Regions from separate parts of the Mus musculus genome. Here all the other regions are linked to region 3. A link is a contact called in public Hi-C and promoter capture Hi-C data. All regions are on one chromosome and are shown on one strand. Each heading gives the region's core, a stretch centred on a gene start, on an enhancer-like site or on the middle of the called end of the contact. The rest is flanking DNA. Distances are from core to core; before and after follow the strand shown.

Region 1 (2,700 bases), core at 90-2,589, 9.1 Mb before region 3:
CAGTTAACAGAAATAATCTCTGGCCAACTATAAAGTCTGAATTGCTTCAGTTATTTCTGGCACAGGTTCAGTGAAATCAGAAACATAAATCACCTAGATGCTACATCGTAGATGCATATCCAAGAATTAAAAGAAATCCTGCACCAATGCATTCTGTCATGTAGTCTATGGATGAAAGAAGGATGGAACAGATACCCAGAAAGACGCCCTTGATATGTCAGTAGTCCTTTAACAGCATTACTGGCAGGAAATTTACACACATAAAACTGACACCACTTGGTACATATCCTATGGTCACCGTAACATAATCATTTACTTTTATGTATTTATATCTCCAAACTCTAGTGATCACTTGTTAATACTGACCACACTGAAATGCTAAGGGTTTAAAAATTAGTTCATGAAAAACTCTTAACACAATGAATATCTTTTTCTATATTCATTAAATGTTACCTATTGGATGTGGAAAGTAGAAGTGATAAAAAAGGGTTATGAAGATATTTATCGGTTTACATTCCACAGCTAGTTGGATGTTGGTTCAGTAGTTATGAGCACTAACTCCTTTTCCACAGGATTTAGGATTGATTCTCAGCACCCACATGGTGACCCATAGGCTTATGTGGTTCAGGTCCCAGGGAACCCAGTGCCCTCTTCCAGCGTCCATAGGCTCCAGGCTACTAATATACAAAAAGATTTTTAAGTTAAAATATAAGTGATGTTGGTACTATCACCGAGGTGCTGGATACAAGCGCAAAGCTTTTCCATGTGTGATAATTACTATGGGTTTTTTTTTTCTTTCTTTCTAAGTTCCATGCTTCTTCTGGCTATAATACTGCCATATTGGCGACAGTATTTTGGGGGACAGAAATACACTGATTGCCTACAATTGTACCAAGTGTTGAGGATACTATCTTGAAGTTTGTAGTAAGCTGGAAATAGCTCTGGAAGGTCGCATTATCCTGAATATGAAACTGAATACTATATGAAGTTGAATACTAGCACTAAGGTCAGCTGAGAGTCAACTTTCCTGTGATCATGAGTCAGGAATGAAAAGCAACTGGTGGTGGAAGAAAGGAAAAGTGGGCAGATGGGGGGGGGGGGGGGAATGAAAGAACCTCCAAAGAGAGGAAAAACTCGTTTACCAAAACGACAAAGAACAGAGAGCGGGTAAAATTCAGGTGGTATGCTAGAAACGCTCTATGTGCTGCTCCCAGCAATCTCGCTGACTATAAACCACCTACCCATCAAGCTGCCACCCAAACTCTCACACGGGAGATCCTTGCAAAGCGTTCTACGGGTCCCGACTTCCGGGACCGGCGCGGCGCGGCGCTGTGACGTCAGTACAGGCGGAACTTCCGGGTCTGGTGAGGCTTTGCCGAGACGTCGGCGGACGACCCCAATACCTTGTGAGTGGGCAGGTGAGGTGATGCTGCCAGTACTGTGTGGTTTGTCTGAGGAAGGGCACGTGGGCTGCGCATGGGGTGGTGCTAGGATAACTGAGCTGCCATCACCCCGCGTGCACAGCCGCTAGGCCGTGCGGTACGCGATGGCACTACACTCGCCCGACCTGTGGCCAGGTCGCCAGAGGCTCCCTGGGTAAGGATAAGCCAATGCGCTGGCAGCCAGCCTTCTAGAAATAAATCCAAGTCTGCGCTGGGGCTCCCCAGGCATCTGTGGTCGACACTGTCCCTCGTGGATTCTCCTGAGAAATCTGCTGACATTAAAATTACCTTTACCCTTGCATATGATGTGTTGTTTCACTGCTTTTAACTTTTTTTTTTATTTTAGTTTTACAAAATGCATGGCTTCTAATAGTATAGTATACATTTCCCCAGCTTGAGAAGCTCAGCTTCTTGAATCTGTAGATTTATGCCCTTCCCAATTTTGAGAAGTTTCCAGATACTCTTTCTTAAAACGTGTGTTTTAGCCCCACATTGCCTTCTCTGAAACTCTAGTTGCATGAATTTTAGGTCATTTGTCATTGTAGTACAAGTCCCGGGGCTACTGCTGAGTTTTTAGACTGTTTCCCACCAATTCAGGTTTGTAAATTTTGTGGATCTATCCACGTTCTCTCATCTCGTTCTTTGTTGATACTACTCTGCTGATAATCCACCCCATAAGTTTTGTTCTTTCAATTATTACTTTTAAATTCCTTGCTCTTGTTTCTTATATAATATTTATGGTAGCTTCTGACCTTTAGTGTGCTCTTACATTTTTCTGGGCTTTGCTGTCTTCTTAGAAGAATATTTTAATCAAGCTCTTTCTTACTTTGGGAAACTATTACATTCCAGGTGCCTTCAACATTTTTCTAAACTACTTTGATGAAGAAGTTGGAATGTTAGTAGGAGAGACTTTTAAGATCATCATGGGCAAAATATCAGGTCACTTTTTCTGAAACGTTGTATTGTATGCCTGTGTCATAAAGGGTCAATATGCTTATCAGTGTGTTGTGAGCTAATGCTATGTGACTAGTGAGGTGAGGTCCTAAGAGGTGAGGCAACTTTGTTCTCAACCTCAGGAGGCAGCCTACATGCACTGCAAGAACCTATTAAAATTGGCCATGTGAAAAGATTAAATATGAATTAAATATAAGATTATGTGTTCAACCTATTTTTGTTTTAGAGCATTCATTGTTAAGCTTATCAATAAAGGTACTTCCAGATGACCCCTGTCCCAGTGAACAAGTCAAAGCCAGCTGTT
Region 2 (2,700 bases), core at 54-2,553, 7.6 Mb after region 3:
CAGCCTCTAACTCACAGAGATTCCCCCTGCCTCTGCTTCTGAGTGCTGAGGGCAAAGGTGTGTACCACGAAGCCCAGTGTGTCTATTAGCAGAAAATACTGGCCAGTTTGCCCTGGCAGGGTTTGAAGGGGAAGGCAGGCAGAACAGGGCAAGGTCTGTGAGGGCACGCCTTCCAAGAGCCTCACTCCCAGGTGCTGTGGGGAACGGGCTCCACGGATGGGGGGGGCAGTACTGAAGAGTTTAACTGAGAAGTGCTTAGTGTCCTGACAGATAAGAAGAGTTCTGGGTAGGGAGAGGAGTTGAGAGAGTCGGCAGCCCATGGGGGAGTAAAAGGTTTAAAATAGATCTGAGTGATTAACACAGGAACTGCTTAGACAGTATGGGGTGATATGTGAGATAACTTTCCACTTCCTGTGGGGGTCCCACTCACTTCCGGAGATGGATCAGGAGGGAGCCTATAATATCGGCCATATTGGGGATGAGACTGACCGTGGGCAGAACTCTGGAACTCTGAATTAATTAAGGTAGGTGGAACCTGGGAAGGAGTACCATGCCTGGAAGAAGACTAGGAAATGGGTGTCAGGAGGCCCTTTGAAGGGAATATTGCCAGGATGGGGTTGCTGATGGTGGTCAGGGATCAGTTAATAGCATTTGGTGATACTTCTGCAGAGGTGGGAAGAGCAAAGTCTGGAAGGGCCTTGGGGGGTTGGGGCGGGGGGTCCTCAGCTGGAAGGAGGCAGTATGGACGTCTGCGGAGGCAGTGCATTCTTCCGATGATGGAGAAGGCAGATTTCGGACTTCTGGACCCTGGAAGGAGGAACTAAGCGACTTTCATTTGCAAAGTGGGCAATGGCTTCCAAAGTTGTAATTGTTGTTTATTTCTCTGAATTATTGCTTATAATGCCAGGTACGGGTTATAAATTAACTTTCAAAAGCGCGAATGACAGGGAAAAATATTGCCTGGGGCACCTGTGAAAAATACACTAATTTAGCTGGGTCAGCTGGGAGGTGGAGGCAGGAGGATCGGGAGCGTAAAGGTCATTCTTGGCTACATAGCAAGTTTGAAGCCTGCTTGGGCGACTTTGACTCTGTATCAAAACCAACCCAACCCAACCCAACCTAACCCAACCCAAACCATCTGAAGCCAAACCAGGCAAAGAAGCAATGTTTCCATTCCTTTAAAATAGAGGGAAGGGCGTCCAAGCCACTTCAGCACCTGCAACTCCTCCCACACTGCCCCCTCCAGGAGGCGTGGCCACAAGGAGCACCGCCCACCACACGACCACGTGACCTGTCAGTTCCTGACTCCTAGGAAGATGGCCGCCGGGCGTGGTGCGGGCATAGCTGTGTGCTCTTGGCGTCTTGTCCTCTGACAAGGTCTGCGGCGCTGTTCTGCAGAGCTGAGGGCGCCGTCTTCGGCCAGGCCGTGACACGGTCAGTGCGGAGGCGGAGAGGTCGGGTGAGGCAGAGCGACAGTGTCCGAGGCTGGGGGAGGGGGGAGGGGAAAGGGAGACGAGTCTGTCGGTGGCACCGGAGAGGGGGAGGGGGCCGGGATCGGAGGCTGGGTGCGGGGCGTCCGGGCGTCGGGCGAGGTCGGTGCAGCCAAGCGCGGAAGGCAGGCGCTCCGGTGCGGCGTTCTCCCGTGGGCACTGACTCCAGGCCCAGGCCGCTTTCCTTGTTGTCACACCCATCACTTAGTGAGTCCCGCAGCCGGTGCCCCTGAGCCTTACCTTCTTGGTTGCTTTGCTTTCCAGGGAGGAGAAGTTGTTTTCTTCTGTGCTAAATTGCCGAACCCACTGCCCCCATTGTCCTGTGCAGGCTTTTAAACGCCTTGCAAGATGCCCGCAAGCCCCCGAATAGAACGCGTCCATGTTTGCTTTGTGGGGATTTGTATACATTTTTTTTCCCTAGGTTGTCTTCACGTTTAAACCATTTTAGACCATTTTCTCATTAATAACTGTTTGTGGAGCTCTCTGCCCCCTAGAGGTGCTTGCTAAAAATGCACCGGTTTTGCTTTTCAGAGCTTCCCATTTCTTGGTGTGGGGTGTGGCTGAGGAAAAACCTCTTGGAGGTGATTCTGATGGGTTAGTCCCCCGCTCTCTTTTTGACGCTACGAAAAAACAAAGCGTCTACAGTAAAAGGAAAAGACACATAATCTATTTTTAAGGGCAGTTGGGTGTCTGGTTCAGAGCCAAGACTGGAAATGCTGTGGCAAGGTGCGTTCTTTGTTCTCAAGCTTTACAACGACAGTCAGTCAACTTGATCAGACCGACTTGGGGGTCCTTGTTAAAAATTTGTTTCTGAGCTTCACCACAGGCCTGCAAAAATGGGACTATTTGGGTCAGGAGACAAATAATTGCACACCAGTTTGAGAATCCTTTTAAACACTCTGAGAATGGTTTCCAGATTTATCTTTGGCATCTCGTTTCCATAAATTCTTTTCTCTTTTTCATTTTTTTCTACCTTCCCTCCTTCCCTCCCTCCCTCCCTCCCTCCCTCCCTCCTTTTTCTCCTCCTCCTTCATCCCCCTCTTCTCCTTTTTTTCCTCTCCCTCCCTGGTCTTCTTAATATGTAGCCCTGGTCTGCTTGGAACTGATAGAGATCAGCCTGCTTCTGCCTCCCAGGCCCCTGTGCCACTACATCATTCTCTAGTTATCAGCTCTTTAAGGGTATCCCCACAGCCCCAATCAATTCTAAGGT
Region 3 (2,700 bases), core at 65-2,564:
TCAATATGGGAACCAGAGGCAGAAACGGGCTACTCTACAGATTTAGCCAAGGTGACTATGAAGACAGCATTGAGCTAATAAAAAGTGCATGGTGGAACAGTGAATTAAGGAAGCTGGTTTTAGAAGTAGGCAGTCATGGTGCTGGCAGGCAATTGTGGTGATAAATAGATCACAACTAAGGTCTGGAGGCCAGAGAATTTTCTAGTTTTGAAGACACAAAATAACTTTTGATTGAGTTGAGATATTACACGCTAAGTTTTGGGATTCTAACCTCTTTATACATTTATTTATTTATTTATTTTTGTTGAGACTGTAATCCAGGCCTTGGTAATTCTCCAGTCTCAGTCTTTTAGACACTAGAATTTTAGGTGGGGGTCACTGTGCCTCGCTTGGGAATTGGCAATTCCTCAGTCTAATTTGGAATACGAGCACAAGAAGGTACTGTTTCAATCACCTAAGTCAAAAATTCTTGAGCACATCTATGGGTGATCCCAGAGGAAAGATCAGTCGTCCCAGAAAGGAGTGAAGCAGCTGTTTGAACTTTAAGGGGCTGACAGGGACCTGCAACTCAGCACAAGGTGGTCTGAGTGGTGTCTACATGGCACCATCTTAAGACCTGGGAGTCCGGGGACTGTGCCAACACTACTTGATAGAGAAACAGCACAGAAAAGTTCTGTAGCAGATCGCTCTGCTCAGAAAGAAAAGGCTTCCACCAGAGTACAAGCCTTTGCAAAGCCAGCAGGAACTAGTGAGCCATGGCCCAGGGGCAAATGAAGATGAAAGCACCCGACCGTAGTTGCCGAGAGGGCTTGAGTGGACCCTGACTATGAGAGCGTAAGTGCCTATCAAAGAGTCGACTGGAGCCAGGGTTTGATAGTGGTTTCACATGACTTTGGAGAAAGCATTACTTAACCATTCTCTCTTTCCCAGACTCGTCTTTTCATAATGTGTTTGGAAGAGGATATAGAGAAAGACTGGCGAGGGTCCTCTGCTGTTAGAAAGTCATCCCAAGGCCTCTGATGTGGACAACAGAACTTCCTAAAAATGGTAAGTGGTTATAACTGTCACATTCTAGTCTCAAACGATATCAGGTTCAAACTCACTTCCCCATCTCATGCTTTCTCGTACGATTTTTCTTTTCATTTTCGCTTTTTCCAACCCCAGAGCACATCTCCCCGGACCCGCTCTTGCCGCCTCTAGTGCCTCCGCCCTGGGGCAGCCTAGTGAGCGCGCACTTCCGGAGCCAGGAAGTGCGTCATCAGCTCGCGCCAGTTCCCGCACGTTGTGCCGGTTCGCCTCGGGTTTGGATGCTAGGGTATTCGGGTGGGCCGGCGTTCTGTGACTGCGTGCCGGGCTCCGGCTGCTCCGCGCTGCGATGCAGGTCTCCAGCCTCAACGAAGTGAAGATTTACAGCCTCAGCTGCGGCAAGTCTCTTCCCGAGGTGAGTTCTCGCCCCCTCGCCATCGCCCTGGGAGCGTGTATCTCTAACTTACCATCGGCTGACCGTGGTGGCTGGTTTTATGTCAACTTGACACAAGCTAGAGTTAACTGGAAGGAGGGAATCTCAATTGAGAAAATGCCCCCATAAGATCTAGCTGTAGGACACTTTCTTAATGATTGATGGGGAAGAGCTCAGCCCTTGGTGGTGCCGTTCCTGGGCTATGGCTCTGGGTTCTATAAGAAAGCAGGCCCAGCAAGCCAGTAAACAGTACTGCTCCATGGCTTTTGCATAAACACCTGCCTCCAGGTTCTTGCCCTGTTTGAGTTTCTTCAGTGATGGACCGTGATGTAGAAGTGTGGCTGAAATAAACTCTTTTCTCCCCAAGATGCGTTTGGTCATGGTATTTTATCACACTATAAAAACCCTAAGACAAGACCGTTGTTTTGCCTGCATTGGGTTCACGTGTAAGAACGTGCTAACTGTTTAGAAACTACTCTCACGTGCTTTAATTAAAAACCTTATTGCCTGAAAACAGTCAGAGCAATACAGTCACAGACTGCAGAGAGGAGGACTGTGGCTCACCCTTAGTCTGTTTAAAGTCTCATCCTGTTCCAAATGCAGACTGCCTTGGTGTATACTTAGGGTCTAGGGAGGTGAGTTCACATGTTTAGAGATTATTTTGCCATAACTAGTAAGAATAGTACATTGACTTTTCCCTTTTAGAAAGGATTTTTTTTTCTATTGGGGGCATTTAACCTCAAATTTATTGACGTTTTAAGCTGGACAAGTCTTGTTGCTAGTGTTGTTTGCCAGCATCCCTGGTCCATACCTACAAGATCCAATTGTGATGACAGACTAAAATGTAAAGACTTGCCATAAGCCATCTGGGAAGCAAAATTGTCCCGGTAGAGACCCAGCCACTCAGTGTCACGATAACTGACTAGTGCTTTGGTTGCTGTTCATTCAACTGTTGCCTGTAGAAGAAAATCAGCTTCCAGTGAATGTGCTGGTAAAAACCACTTCTTATCCAGGGTCGTCTATTAGGCCAGTCATAGGTCTGTTTCTATTCTTTGTAAGAAATACATTTGGCTGGCAAAGAGACACGTTTATAATCCCAGTGCTTAGGGCGCTGAGACAGGACATTTGTGAGCTTGTGTTCAGCCTGGGCGACAGAGCTTACATTGTGTGACTCTATCTTAACACAGGAATATGCACACACATTGGGTGCACTCACTCCATATAGAAATTAAAACCCATCA

The links. Promoter capture Hi-C pulls out the DNA fragments that hold promoters and counts their contacts. Hi-C and Micro-C count contacts between places; a contact is called where the count stands out from the background.
Region 1: a promoter capture Hi-C map of pre-B cells shows a contact between it and region 3. The contact joins the promoter of Ldah here to the promoter of Nol10 in region 3. A contact is called at or near these places in 1 of 39 promoter capture datasets (pre-B cells) and 2 of 484 Hi-C or Micro-C datasets (CD4 T cells and natural killer cells).
Region 2: a contact with region 3 is called in a Hi-C map of B cells, with 5 read pairs. The contact joins the promoter of Kidins220 here to the promoter of Nol10 in region 3. A contact is called at or near these places in 1 of 39 promoter capture datasets (maxillary cranial neural crest) and 1 of 484 Hi-C or Micro-C datasets (B cells).

Annotation. Positions count from the first base shown.
Region 1 is chr12:8,206,787-8,209,486 of GRCm38.p6, forward strand. Ldah (lipid droplet associated hydrolase) reads left to right here and starts at 1,340. Exons shown (of 7, transcript NM_001364261.1): 1 at 1,340-1,418. Gm33037 (a long non-coding RNA gene) reads right to left here and starts at 1,347. Exons shown (of 4, transcript XR_381233.4): 1 at 1,242-1,347.
Region 2 is chr12:24,973,629-24,976,328 of GRCm38.p6, forward strand. Kidins220 (kinase D-interacting substrate 220) reads left to right here and starts at 1,304. Exons shown (of 32, transcript NM_001081378.1): 1 at 1,304-1,434. Gm36236 (a long non-coding RNA gene) reads right to left here and starts at 1,969. Exons shown (of 2, transcript XR_381341.3): 1 at 1,731-1,969; 2 at 1-1,485.
Region 3 is chr12:17,347,179-17,349,878 of GRCm38.p6, forward strand. Nol10 (nucleolar protein 10) reads left to right here and starts at 1,315. Exons shown (of 21, transcript NM_001008421.1): 1 at 1,315-1,441. The coding sequence starts at 1,376. Gm46336 (a long non-coding RNA gene) reads right to left here and starts at 1,224. Exons shown (of 2, transcript XR_001780553.2): 1 at 1,104-1,224.